2 separate regions of the Rattus norvegicus genome follow, and region 2 is linked to region 1. Evidence: chromatin contacts called from public Hi-C data. All regions are on one chromosome and are shown on one strand. The core of a region is the stretch at or near the end of the contact, and the rest is flanking DNA. Distances in the headings are between cores, read along the strand shown.

Evidence for each region. Hi-C and Micro-C count contacts between places; a contact is called where the count stands out from the background.
Region 2: a Hi-C map of Schwann cells shows a contact between it and region 1, with 6 times the contacts expected there. The contact joins two enhancer-like sites. A contact is called at or near these places in 5 of 12 Hi-C or Micro-C datasets (Schwann cells, frontal cortex, kidney and 2 more) and 1 of 1 datasets of contacts at active chromatin or transcription factors (oligodendrocytes).

What each region holds. Positions count from the first base shown.
Region 1 is chr17:79,994,692-79,997,581 of GRCr8, forward strand. All of the region lies in intron 1 of Fam171a1 (family with sequence similarity 171, member A1), which reads right to left. Among named protein-coding and RNA genes, the nearest start is that of Fam171a1, 61 kb to the right of the region's middle. Within about 2 kb of position 1,405, at least 49 of the 93 cell types and tissues checked have an H3K27ac peak or open chromatin away from gene starts, as enhancers often do.
Region 2 is chr17:80,049,369-80,052,141 of GRCr8, forward strand. All of the region lies in intron 1 of Fam171a1 (family with sequence similarity 171, member A1), which reads right to left. Among named protein-coding and RNA genes, the nearest start is that of Fam171a1, 6.7 kb to the right of the region's middle. Within about 2 kb of position 1,338, at least 13 of the 93 cell types and tissues checked have an H3K27ac peak or open chromatin away from gene starts, as enhancers often do.

The DNA of each region.
Region 1 (2,890 bases), core at 155-2,654:
GGAATGGCTAGGACACTCACTGCTCTAGCGTTGAGCCTGCCTTTTCAGATGTTCTGGGGCCAACACAAAAGTTTTATGTGGGTCTTTCTTCTCTTCTCATGAAGACTGCTAGGGTGAGTGGTGCTGTTTGCTCTCCGGGATGCTGTGTTGCCCTGGACCAATGGACCGAACAGTGAGCAGGAGTATTCCTTGTCCCTCCTCTTTCCTACCCCAGGCCTTCCTCCTACCCAAGGCCTTCCTCCTACCCCAGGCCTTTCTCCTCAGTACCCTTATGCGCTCCACTCTGTCTACTCCGACTTGCGGATGCAAGAGCTGGTTGCTCAGGCCTCTTCCTGCCTCACACACTCATAAGGTGGATTATTTCTAGGCAGGAGTTTAGCTGGCAGACACCTCTAACTTAGTCTCAGGTTTTGCTCCGCCAGTGGCAGTCTGGATGTTGAGGAATGTTTCCCTGCCTTCTGCTCTTGGCAAACGTGAACAGTTTGGCTCTGTGGGCACAGACTAGTCCGTTTTAAGCAGTGCAGAGAGCATCTGCTTTGTGGGCAGAAAACTAAACATTATCCTTCAGAAGTCCGGCATTATCCCCTTAGACATGTCCTCTCTAACTGCCACAGATTAGAAGTAAGTGCAACAAGGCCGTTTCAAATCGTTGGCCCCGGGAGGCGGCAGCTGTAAGCAGTAAGTTAAAAGCAGACATAATTGCAGGGACACGAGAACTGAATTATGGTATAGAAGCCCCACGCAGGCAGGGATTCCCGAAATTGGGATTTGATAAAATTGCCTGAAGATGCTAAAAAAAAAAAAAAAAAAAAAAAAAAAAGGGCAGAAAACCATGCATGTGTGCTTTCTTCCTAACCCCCTTCATCTTCAAATAATGTATATTCTATTTTTATACAAATGACGGAATACACTTATTTCATAATGTACCATCCAAACATCAAATTAAACATCTTCTATGCTCCTTTAAAACCATTCACTGGTGCAGAACCTTCCAGAACACTTGAGGTTTTCACTGGGACCAAAGCTGGGAGGATATGTTCACTTGCCCTTTTAACCTCCCCCGCCCCCTTCTCCACTCTCAACTCGGAGTCTAACAAACTCTGGTTTGTCTTGGAAGGGAGAGGGAAGTTCTGGGACCTGACTTGGTTGAGTGGTGGTGACTTCTGTGGGGCTGTCTGCTGCCTGTTAGAGCTCTGGCTTCCCTTCTGAATTTCCTCAAGCTGGGCTTTCCCTTGGGGTGAGGCTTTAACTTTTCCTTTCTTGGAACACTTTTGAGCTGGGTTTCCATAGTAGTCTGTCCTAGCAGGGAACCTGGCCTCTCTCTGGCTCCGTTGTAAGAACCTGGTGGAAAGAAAGCCACTGCTCCCTCACGGGCCTGCACTCTGATGTCATGTTGCCTGGAGCTCTGGGAACCTTCCCAGCAGCAGGCAGAGCAGCTGAGCAGGAAGTCACCACGCTTAGCATCCAGCACTACCATTAGCTATATTTAACCCCAATCTGGCAGATTCACCGTGGGCTTCACATCTCTTAACCGAAACAGTAAAAGATCACTTGACCACTTAAAACGTCTTCTTGAACGAAGAGTTTATTTTTAAAGTGTTACCAGACCTCTGCTCCTCTTTTATCTAAGAAATGTGTGCCTGGTACTTGGGCCTCAGCACAGCAGCCTGTGATTGGAATCTCTGTCGATAGACAGCAAGGAAAAGCAGGCCGGAGAAGGCCTGCTAAGTGCAGGGCAGCCCTTCACCCAAGCTCCCTCGTCTCTTTCACAAACACTAAAGACTTAATGATCTGATGAAATTAACAGGTACTTTGTCACTTGCATCCCCATAATTTATTTGACTTACTTTCATATGGGGTGCATGTGCCTCCTGGTACTTATTTTTATTTCTTAAACAGATCATTTAAAAATTTCAAATCTTAGACAATGAGGTCCACTAAAAACGACAGGTTTATTTTTAAAGACCTATTATATGCTTTATACTAGATTGTTTTAGAGTATAAATTAGGTGTGATGGTGTACACCTGTAATAATAACTCAGCTAGATCGAGACAAGGTTGGGCTACACAGCAATCCCCTGTCTCAAAAAGAGACTTTTGTGTCGCGTACAAACTGAAGAAGGATAGTAACGTTTCATGTAGCTCAATGACTGCCTGCTATAACTTGTATGTTCTTGGATTCCTTTCCCAGCCTTACTTGCACTTGGCGACGCCTGGTTCGGATTCTAAAAGGAATACTCAGCGTGATGAGTGCAGAGGTCAGACCCCTGCACTGGCCCCCCACGGAGAATGGACGGCGCAGCCACACTCTGGTGCGAGGCCCTAGAAACCCCGTGGCTCCGGGACTAGCCCTCTGCCCTGTTGTCCGGGTAACACCTTTCACCATTGACGGTACAAAGAGCCTCCCCAAACCTCTCTGTTGATCTGAGGTCATGTCTGATAAAGAATTCCTACCTCTGCTCGGTATATTTTTAAAAGCATTGCTTAGTGTTCTGTAGGGTACTGTAATCTCTACCCTAGCATCTGGCTTCCTTTCTACTCACTTGAAAAGCACGGAGATGATAAGTTTGCAACAGCAGCCCCTGGGAACGCAGAAAGCCATTCTGGGCCTTTTTATGGTCTACCACCCCAGGCAGCTGACTCACATGCGGCAGCTCAGGGAGAGATGGTAATGTGGTAGACACTACAGCTTCAGCTTGGGAAACAAAGAGAAGAGCTCTTCACCGGCAGCCAGCGAGCACTACTGGCACATTCTTAGAGCATCTTACTCCCACCACAGTCTTGGCAGGCTCTGCGCGCGATGCTCTCTCTCACCTCAACCTCCCTAGCTCTCTGCGCCTTCTATGCATACACTCCTTCCTGGCTTGGCCAGAAGATCTCAGGGCAATCA
Region 2 (2,773 bases), core at 88-2,587, 55 kb after region 1:
CACCCGAGAGGCGCAGGACAGATTTAATCACAGTGTGCAGTGTCTCTCCTCCAGGTCTGCCAGGATGACATTTAAAAAGAAATCTTTCTCTTCTCACAAATTCAGATTTCTATTCAAATCCTGAACTCAAGAAAAGAAGTAAGTCGATGAAGGTGCTCATTTGATTCGAAAATAGGTGTGTGTCCTTCCTCCTTGAACTCCAAGTTCCCCCTCCTGTGGGAGAGAGCTGAAGGCCGGACAGATACACAGACACCGGCTTTAGCAAACCCACTGGCAAAGCAGCTGTGCCCAGACCCTCTTTCTTACTCCTGTAGCTACTTTCCACAAGTCCAAGACACCTCTCAGTCTTCACGCTGGAGGCTGTCCTTTTATATTTTGTGGGAAATAATGGGTTTTAAAATATTTGATGGCTATATTAAACTTATATTTGATAGTCTACCTTCCCAAAGATCACCCAATATGAGACAGCTTTACCTGACGCGCTCGAGGCGTCATTTGGGGTGTCAGTCTGAGACTGGAACTCACTACAGCGACGGTGCTGCCTATTCTATGTGCAGTGGGCCTTCTTCTCCTTAACCACCATTTCTGGGAGCACGGAGTGAGGTGTCGGGTGCTGACGTTGTCATCAGCACAACTTCCCACGCACACTGTGGGTAACATCTGAAATACCAAGAAGCATGGCGGACCAGCCTTTATATCCTGTGTATTTGACCTTCCTTTGAAGATGCCTGGCTAATTGCATAAAGAAGACATCAGTGATATCTTCTAGTTGATTTATTTTTAACTAGATTGTAAGATGAGAAGGGGGAGGAATACATGCAAACAAACATATATACATACAAACATACATATATACAAACACACATACATACATAATAAATACAAACACAGGCATACAAACATACTTACAAACAATACATTCAAACATACATACATACAAACACACATGCATGCATACATACAAACATACATACATACATAAAGACATATATACATACATACAACACACATACATACAAACATACATACATGCATACAAACAAACATACATACATGCATACAAACAAACATACATACAAACATTCATACATACAAACACATGCATGCATACATACAAACATACATACATACATACATACATACATACGTGCATCTTCCTTTTGAAGCCCAGTGGCCTCTGTAAGTCCAACTTGCCCATGATCCCAGATGCGAGCCCATGAGGTGTATTTAGAGGTTATTGCCCTAGGCTAAGGAAGGTGTATGGCTTGCTGGCTGTGCTTCCTGTTTAGTGCCCCCATTCATTGCTTCTCTGCCTTCCAACTGAACACGGCATAATGGCAAATCGAAGTTCAAGTTTGGTAGAAGCCAGGCCTCTCCGAAAGAGAAAGCGTCAAACCCTCACTCGATTGCTGCAGCTGATGGTGGATTTTTTGAGATTATGGCAAAGTTGACATACTGCTGTTAAACACCTTTCTGTCAGATGATAACAAAGTAAAGATCATATGCCAAGAGCCTCGGCACCAAGTCCTTCGCCTGATGTTGGCTCCACTTGGCCCATGGGGTAGGGCTTAAAACAAAAGTCTTCCAGAGTCCATCTGCACAGCCCATCGTCCGAGAAGCGTCTTCTATCAATTCCCTCAGTGTGGTATTGTAAGAGGCACGGAAAGCCGTTAGTCAACACATTTAAATAACGCCTTCTGTAAAATCCCCACAAAACAACACCACGGACTGCAGTACAATGCAGAGTTTATAGTCACCGCTAGTCACATGGCCACTAACTGTTGCTTTGTAGAAGTCACTCTGCAGATTCAAAGCAGCTACAGCCAGTAAGCCAACACTCCATCTTTATCATGAATATTTAAAGAGCCAAGCAAAGGAAGGAAACTTTGCAGATGTCAGTTTCCCTAGATATCACAACAAAGCTTCACTTCAAGTCCTGGGAACTACCAGGAATCCTGGGGCGGACGGTGTCGGTGTCTGTGTGTTCGAGATCCCAGTAGTTTTTCTGAAGTAATAGCCAAGCCCTGTTTCCACACAATGTTTGTTCAAACTATAATTCAAGCTCATTTCCGTAACAAAAGCAAAGCTCTTACAAATTGGATTTCCAGAGGAAGTATACAAACTTCCTGAAATGCATGCAGATAAAAGACCTTGGCTACATTGTGGTATATACCGCGACAGCTTCAACTTTCCCCCCATCCAGCAAGGGCTAACTCTCTGTGCCAAACAAGTTCACAGTCGGCTTACCATGTGCTGTGAAGTTAAATAGGACACTTATCTTCTAGAGAAGCAGAGAAAACATGAATCGATAAACCATGTTAGCAGAATGGTAGCCACCCAAAAGCCCCGAAGAACTCAACAGCTTAAAGGAACCCTCAAATGACAAGAGAAACTGTCCAATTCCTCAGTGACCCAACCAGCTCAAACTCCTGGTGCCAGGCGGTGTTCCAGACATGTCCCATACACATGCTGAGACTGACACCTTAGAAGTCCACCCTGACTGGAACTTGCAAATCAAGAAAAAAATCCAAGGGGAACACTCTCCCAAGATACTCCATCTTCTACTGAAACTCGGGGACATACCTAGCCAAGGCATAACTAGTCTCAACGGGTCGGTCATCTCTCTCTTGCTTACTGGGAAATGTCACATCTTGGGGTTTAACCTTAATAAAACTTCGTCTTAGACCTGACGCCAGTAAGGGGTTTGTTTTTTTTTTTTTTCTCTTCCACGATTTTTTTTTCCAATTGAAGCCATGCCTTTTCCTATTTTACA